Regions from separate parts of the Sus scrofa genome. Here region 1 is linked to region 2. Evidence: chromatin contacts called from public Hi-C data. All regions are on one chromosome and are shown on one strand. The core of a region is the stretch at or near the end of the contact, and the rest is flanking DNA. Distances in the headings are between cores, read along the strand shown. Region 1 overlaps C1H9orf50. Region 2 has its middle 170 kb from the start of IER5L.

Region 1 (3,604 bases), core at 972-3,471, 180 kb after region 2:
TGTGGCCTCCTGACGGCAGGGCTGCTTATTCTGGTGCCCACTGTGTGCCCAGGGCCCCAGCGTGGTGGGGGGACCCACAGTAGGTGCAGCATGGAAGTGAATAAGCCCAGTTCTCTCTCAGTGCCACATCTCCAGGAACCAGGTCCCTGCCTGGAGTCGGGATCTTTCCACTCCCCCGGGGGCCCAGCCCGCCCTCTGAGGGATTCCCAGGCTTCAGGCTCCCAGGATCCTTTGCTCCTGCCCTCTCACCCGCCAGGCTCCGCATCCTCCCCAGAGGCCACTTCCTGAAACACCTCTCTCCTCCTGCCTTGCCGCTCTCCCTGCCTCTGCGGTGCCCCCTGTGCTGGAGGATGGACCCCCAGCAGGAAGGGTCCTCCAGACCACCCTGCTTGCCCCGTGGAGAGGGAGCCGCACGGTGGTCTGCTGGCGGCTCTTCTGGCTGAACTTGAATCCTGACTCCAACACTTAAGAACCAAGCGACCTTGAGAAAGAGCTGAGCTTCTTTGGACCTCGGTTTCCTCGTCTGGATGAGACAACGCGGGGACGTGGGGCTGAAGGCTGGGCCCTGGCAGAGGACACGTGTGGACCTGGTCCCAGCTCCTGCCCTTGGCCGATCCTGGGCAAGACCCCCAGTCTTCTCTGGGCCTCAGTTTCCTTATCTGGGGGAGGGGGAGGAAGAGGCCCTTGCAGGGGGTGGAGAGGCCAGACTGCCCAGGGGAAGGAGCAGTGATTTTCCTGCCTCTCCCACTGCTTGCTTCTGCCCTGGGTTGGGAGTTACTCCTCCCTCTCCCCACCCCCAAAACTAGACCCTGCTCCCACCCTGGTTTGGCACAAGTCCACCCACAGCCCTGGGCAGGGGTGCGGGGTGCAATAGCAAGGGAGCTATTGCCCAGAGCGAGAAGGGCAGACAGGAACTGGCAGAGACCAGTGTGTGTGTGTGGGGGGGGTACACCTGCCTTTCCCCCCTCCCCGAGATTCAGGGGGATCTGAGGTTGGCACCAGCTCCAGCCACGGCTGCTTCCCCCACCTTCCAGCCAGGCTGCTCCCTGGAGCCCAGGAAGGACTGGCCACCTGCCAGCCCCGAGTGGAAATGTACCAGAGAAAAGGACCCTGCCAGGGACCCCGGGGAGGGTCCATCCCTTCCCTGCAGCACTCCTCTCACCCCCCCCTTCTTAGTCACCCCACGTTCAGGTGCAAGCTCTGCCTGCAGAGGAGCAGCAGGGGCGTGTTGGAAAGGTCTGCAGAGGGCGGGGGAGGGGGCTGCATATGTGGCCTCGAAGTTAGCAAGTGGACCTGGGAATGTGGGGGCTGGGGTCGCTAGGAGACCCTAACAGTGGGAGGGTGTGCGTGGGGGTCCTCCGTGAGTATATGATGTTTCTAAGTGCTGTGTGTGGGGGGGGTGGTACCCGGGGACATGTCTTTGTGGGGCGTGTGTCTGTGGAGCATCCTTACGCCGTGTGTTCATATATGTGTGTTGCGTGTTTCTCTGATGTCTGTGTCGTGTGTGTGTGTGTGTGTGTGTGTGTGTGTGTGTGTCGTGGGGGGGCGGGGGGTGCGCGCGCCCGCGCGGGGCGCGTCTCCGAGGCGCGGTCCGCGGCTGCCCCTTCGTGTCCCCGATTCTGTTGGGAGTGGTGGGAGGTGAGGCTCGAAGCTGCCGCTCAAGGTCCTCTTGACACAGAATCCATGTTTGTCGAGGAGGGAAAGAGGGAGCGTAGGGAAGAGAGGGGAGGAGAACCGGGAGCGGGAAGGAAGAAATGAAGCTGGGGGGGCGGTGGGGGGAGCGGGAGGGGAGGGGTCCCCGAGAAGCCGGGCTGCGGAACCCCATGTGGCCGCCAGCCGAGTGCCCAGCTCCACCCCTCCCGGCAGGTCCCATCTTAGGGACCCGAACTCGGCACCCCACGCACCCAACCCACCCCGCCGCCCCTGCGCGTCGCACGCGGGCCTCAATTTCCAGTGCCCGAGGCCGACGGCTCTGTTGCAAGTTGAGCAGTTTTTTGGTTTAACAAAAAGCGAGAAAGGGAATCTGGGGGTCGGGGGAGCCCCTCCCCCCCAACTCCCGAGGCCCGGCCTTGACCTCGGGCAGGTGGAAGGAGGCGGCGCGGCGCGGGACGGGAGACACCGGCGCAGCGCGAGGGGAAAAGTTTCCGACCCTTTAGCAAGAGGCTGAGAAGTTTCGGCCGCGCCGAGCGGCGTCAAAGCCAGGCCAACACTGCCCCCGCGTGGGCGCGGCGCGGCGCTGCAGCCGGTGGCCGGCTTGGGGTCCCCCGCGGCCCTGCAGGGGAAACTGAGGCTCAGAGAGGGCGAGGGGGGCGCTGTGCAAAGCCACGGGGAGGAGATGCAGTAGAATCAGGCCTCCTCTGGTACCCGCGGGCTCTCTAAGAAATAGAAATACTGGGCGGGAGCGGCGGGGAGCATCGCGGAAGTCAGGGGATTGAAATCCCACTCCAGTCTTTAGTGAAGGGGTGTGGTAGCACTGCCCCAGGGTTTGTAGATCTTTAGCCTTATGTTTTGGAGCCATGGAACCCCTTCAAAACAGGCCTCCTCCATCCACAACCTGTTCTGGCCCTAACATCCCCGGGGGCCCGTCCAGCCCAAATCCCACCCTTTCCTATTCAGGCCCTTGTCTGGATGTGGATTCCGTGGTTGTTTCCTCACTGCCCAGGAGGTGGCGATAAAGACCTCGATCCTGGGCTGGGCGAGGGGTTGGAGCCAAAGAGCTGCTGAGAAGGGGGGGGGGGTGGTGGCTCAAGCTTTGCCCAGCAGTTGGAATGCGGGTGCGTGGCAGGTTCAAACCCGGCAGACAGGCGAATGGGGGCAGCACTGCTGGGTCCGTGCAGCGGTCAGATAAACCCCAGGCAGTTCCTTGTCTTTGGTCACCTCCTGATAGGACTCTTAGACATTGCCCGCCTCACAGCACTCCCCCCATCCTCTGCCCCACCTAGAAGAGAAACATCTGGCACTTGCCTACCCAGATGCTTGCCCTCCAGACCAGATGGTGAGAACCTGGCCTGGGGAACGTGAGACAAATGTTTGTCCCTTGGGTCAAAATCTGGACGCCCTCACCCCACGGGGTAGTCAGCAAGCAGCCTTTGGTTCTAGTCAAAGATGGTGGCTGGGGTGGAGGAGTCAGCCCAGGTCGGTGCCTGCTTCAGGTTCGGGCTGATCCAGGGTGACAGAGGCTTGGTCCCAGGTATGAAGTGGGTGGCAGGGTCTCCCACCTCCCAGAAGAGGGGCTCACTGGAACAAGCCTGACCCTTGAAGACGCCTTGCCTCCACCCCTCAGCTTCATCTCAGCTGTGACTCTGCCCCTTCCCTCCCCCTGGGGTCCAGGACCCCTGAAGATCAGAAACCAAGCACCTGGACAGGCTTGTAGGGGGAGACCTGGCAGCAGGTCCCAGCCACCTGGGATGTGCGTTTATTTGTGGGTCAGGGAAGGCCTCTCCTCACCCCCGCCCATGGCCATGCCTGGGCTTTGGCACAGCGGCCATTCACCTCCGAGTGCGGTACGATGCCGAAGGCAGGAGGAGCTGGTACCCCTTCGGGCGGCCTCGTTTCAGGACCGTGTGCAAGACCAAGCTGGGCAGGAAGGACTCCTAGAGCCAGA
Region 2 (3,140 bases), core at 498-2,997:
CTAGCTGGGCTTCAGCTCTGACGTTCCCTGGGCCTTGAAGCGGACTCAGGGCACATTAAGCATCAACCTTGGCTGGATGCCGTGGCCTCTTTGCCGCATCTTCAGTGGGGACCGAGCGCACAGCCACACATCACAGGCTTGGCCCGGGACCTGTGCGGGACAGATGCACTACGATGCTTCCGATGGTGACGATGGCGAGACGTTCCTCGGGTGGCAGCAGACCAGCGTGACCCAGAGGACGCACGGTTTAGGCGTCACCACCAAGGCGAAGGTAAGCCAAAGCAGCGCCCTCCCTCCCGGGCCATGGGCTCCCAGAAAGATGCTGCAGCGGAAGGAGCCAGGGCAGTGAGGAGCAGATGTGCTCCTTCTGGATCGGTCTCCCCGGCCCACTGCGGTCAGGGGGTGGGTTCTCCCACCACAGCCTTTCCAGCAGCTCCACGCCCGTCACATGTGAGGTATGTCCTTGAAATCACACCCCAACTCCTCTCGGTGGCCTGCACCCCCCTGCCCCCTCTGCTCCAGCCACGTAGCTGTCTTTCTGCTCTTCCAACACACCAGGCATGTTTCTGCCTCAGGGCCTTTGCATGTGCCATTCCCTCTGCCTGGTGTACTTCCATTCCCTCTGCCCCGTGTATTTGGTCCTTAAATCACCTTCCCCCGGCCCCTGCTCATCCTTCAGCTCAGAGGCCCTCTCCTCAGTACACACGTGTGCACACACACACAGAGTCACTCTCTATTACACCCCTGACCAACAGCTAAAATTATCTTAACACTTTTGTGTCTTGATAATCACGTACTCAGAATTCCTGCCATGGCGCAGCAGGTACAAATCTGACTAGTATCCATGAGGAAGTGGGTTTGATCCCTAGCCTCGCTCAGTGGGTGGGGGATCCGGCGTTGCCATGAGCTGTGGTGTAGGTCACAGACGTGGCTCAGATCCCATGTTGCTGTGGCTGTGGTGTCGGCCAGCAGCTGCAGCGCTGATTCAACCCCTAGCCTGGGATTCGACCCCTAGCCTGGGAACTTCCATCCGCCATGGGTGCAGCCCTAAAATAGATAGATAGATAAATAAATAAATAAATATCACCTACTCAACAAAGATTTTCAGGAAGGGAAAGAGGGAGGGAGGGGCGTGGCTCCTGGGATCCAGTCTTCCCCGAGCCATTTATTTAGCACCTTCTCTGCGCTGTTGGGGCCCAGCCCAAAGTCTAGCCAGCAGGGTGACCTTGGGCTGCTCGCTCCACCTCTGTCTCTCCATCCTTGGAGAGTGCAAAGCGGTCTCATGTTTCTGTGGGACCCTCACCTCCACTTTGGTGGTGTCGCAGACTCTCTGCAACCTGGGTGTCTGCGGAGCCTGGGAACGTGGGGATCCTGGGGTCCGCAGCCAACTGCGCCTGCCCTGTCCTCCCACAGCCCTGCCTTTGCAGGGAGCACCTTCTCTGGCCTCCCCTGGCATGTCTCCCGGGCTCCCGCCTCTTCCCAGCTCTAAGCACACCGTATTTTGCTTGTTTATTTCTCTGGCTCCTCTGAGAGGCCTGGGACGGGTGTTTTCTTTCTGCATCCCAGCTCAGTGAGGGATACTCTGCCGGACACCCCCCCCCCCCCCCCCCCCCCCCCCCCCGGGACCTCATCCGGCAGATGGGTCTTCCAACTCTGCCACCAGTTTGCTCGGCACTGGGACGAAGCCACGCCCTTCTCTGGGTCTTGAGACTTGCTTGCTATTTACTGCTCACCAAGAGCTCCAGCAAATAGCAGTACTGTTCATGGCCTCTCCCTCATGTTTGTCCAAAAGGCCCGGCTTGCTAAGCGCCCCAGCATCTGCGCCTTTTTTGTTAAGACGGCCCGGTTTCTGTGTTTGTTTCAGCTAGGAGGGTCCCCGGGGCGCCTCTGGAGGAGGCGGTGCGGGAACGGCAGAACACACGACGTGGGCAACCGCTTTCCTGTCTTCGCTCTTCCCACCCAAGCCCCAGGGGTGGAAAACAATCCACACGCCAGAAACCTGACGCTGCTGCCGAGCTGGAAAAGCGGGTTCTGGAAGGGAAGGATGGGGGAGGGGGCTCCCGAGGCCCCAAGGCCGCTGCCTGGGAGCGGTTCTCATCAGCCAAATGGCCCTTGGTGCCCCTGGACGGTCACTTGGGAGGGTCCCTCTCCGGGAGACCGGCTCTTGCCAAGGCCACCTGCGCCACGACCACTGCAGGTCTTGGCGCTCCTGGGAGCCGCCCGGAAGGGCAGTCCGTGCAGGCGGTGGGGTGGAGGAGGAAGCCCGGGTCGCTGCAGAGCCTCGCCAGCCGTAGGACGGCCCGGCCCCGGGTGGCGATGCCTCTGCCAGGGCCGCCAAGCCCGAGCCCGGCTGCCGGGGACGCGCCGCGTGCGCGCGCCCAGGCCTCCGCCACCGGCATAAATTCCCGAGCTGTCTGTGCATGTCTTTTTCTTTCACTAGAGGTTGCTCACTTTCACTTCTTGCTTCCTTTCGGCTCCTCCGCCGGCTCCGTGAGCGCGTGTGCTGGGGGAGGGTGTGTGCCCGCGCGCGCGCGTGCCCGCAGGCTCCCGGCGGATGCGCCCCCTGCCCGCGGAGAGGGCGCTCGGGGATGTGCGGGGCCCCGCCGCCTGGCGTCAGGCGCAAGGTGGCCCAGCTGTCCTGTGCCCAGCAGGAGCCTAAGAGCTGGTTTCGACCGCCTCCAATTCAGCCCTGCCCGAGGTTCCTTCGGCCCCAGTGGCACCCCAGCCCGCGTTACCCTAGGAGATGGGGCGTGGGGGGGGGGTGTGGAGCAGACAGGAGACAAGGCCGGCCCTCATCGCTAGGTCCCTGTGCTGGCGTTCCCCCTCCACCATCACCGACCTCTCTCACTTTCCATGTCTTAAAAAAAAAAATTGCAATTCTCCCCTGAAGCTGCTGCTTCTCCTGACACCAGAGGCCTCTCTGTGGCCCTCTCTCCTCCAAACAGGAACCCGAGGCCAGGATGGATGGAGCTTTGCTTCACTGAGCAGGAAGCCACATCCTGCGAAGGCTGGAGCCTTTTGCTTGAGAGAGTGGGACCCGGATGGGACCAAGAAGTATCTCTTCTTCTTCCCTTCTGGCCCTGGCCTGCTGGCCTCATTATAACACTTTTAATGCACCCTGGGCCTAAGGTCCACCTCAG

What was found. A called contact is a pair of places that touch in the nucleus more often than the background predicts.
Region 1: a Hi-C map of retroperitoneal adipose tissue shows a contact between it and region 2, with 2.4 times the contacts expected there. The contact joins two enhancer-like sites. A contact is called at or near these places in 5 of 47 Hi-C or Micro-C datasets (brain, embryonic fibroblasts, epiblast stem cells and 2 more).

Annotation. Positions count from the first base shown.
Region 1 is chr1:269,805,575-269,809,178 of Sscrofa11.1, forward strand. It overlaps C1H9orf50, which reads right to left. Exons shown (of 13, transcript XM_021085475.1): 13 at 3,371-3,593. The coding sequence ends at 3,489. Among named protein-coding and RNA genes, the nearest start is that of NTMT1, 12 kb to the right of the region's middle. Within about 2 kb of position 2,222, at least 39 of the 83 cell types and tissues checked have an H3K27ac peak or open chromatin away from gene starts, as enhancers often do. A contact at or near this core is called in retroperitoneal adipose tissue and subcutaneous adipose tissue, where this site is marked.
Region 2 is chr1:269,624,539-269,627,678 of Sscrofa11.1, forward strand. No RefSeq gene overlaps it. Among named protein-coding and RNA genes, the nearest start is that of IER5L, 170 kb to the left of the region's middle. Within about 2 kb of position 1,748, at least 48 of the 83 cell types and tissues checked have an H3K27ac peak or open chromatin away from gene starts, as enhancers often do. A contact at or near this core is called in retroperitoneal adipose tissue and subcutaneous adipose tissue, where this site is marked.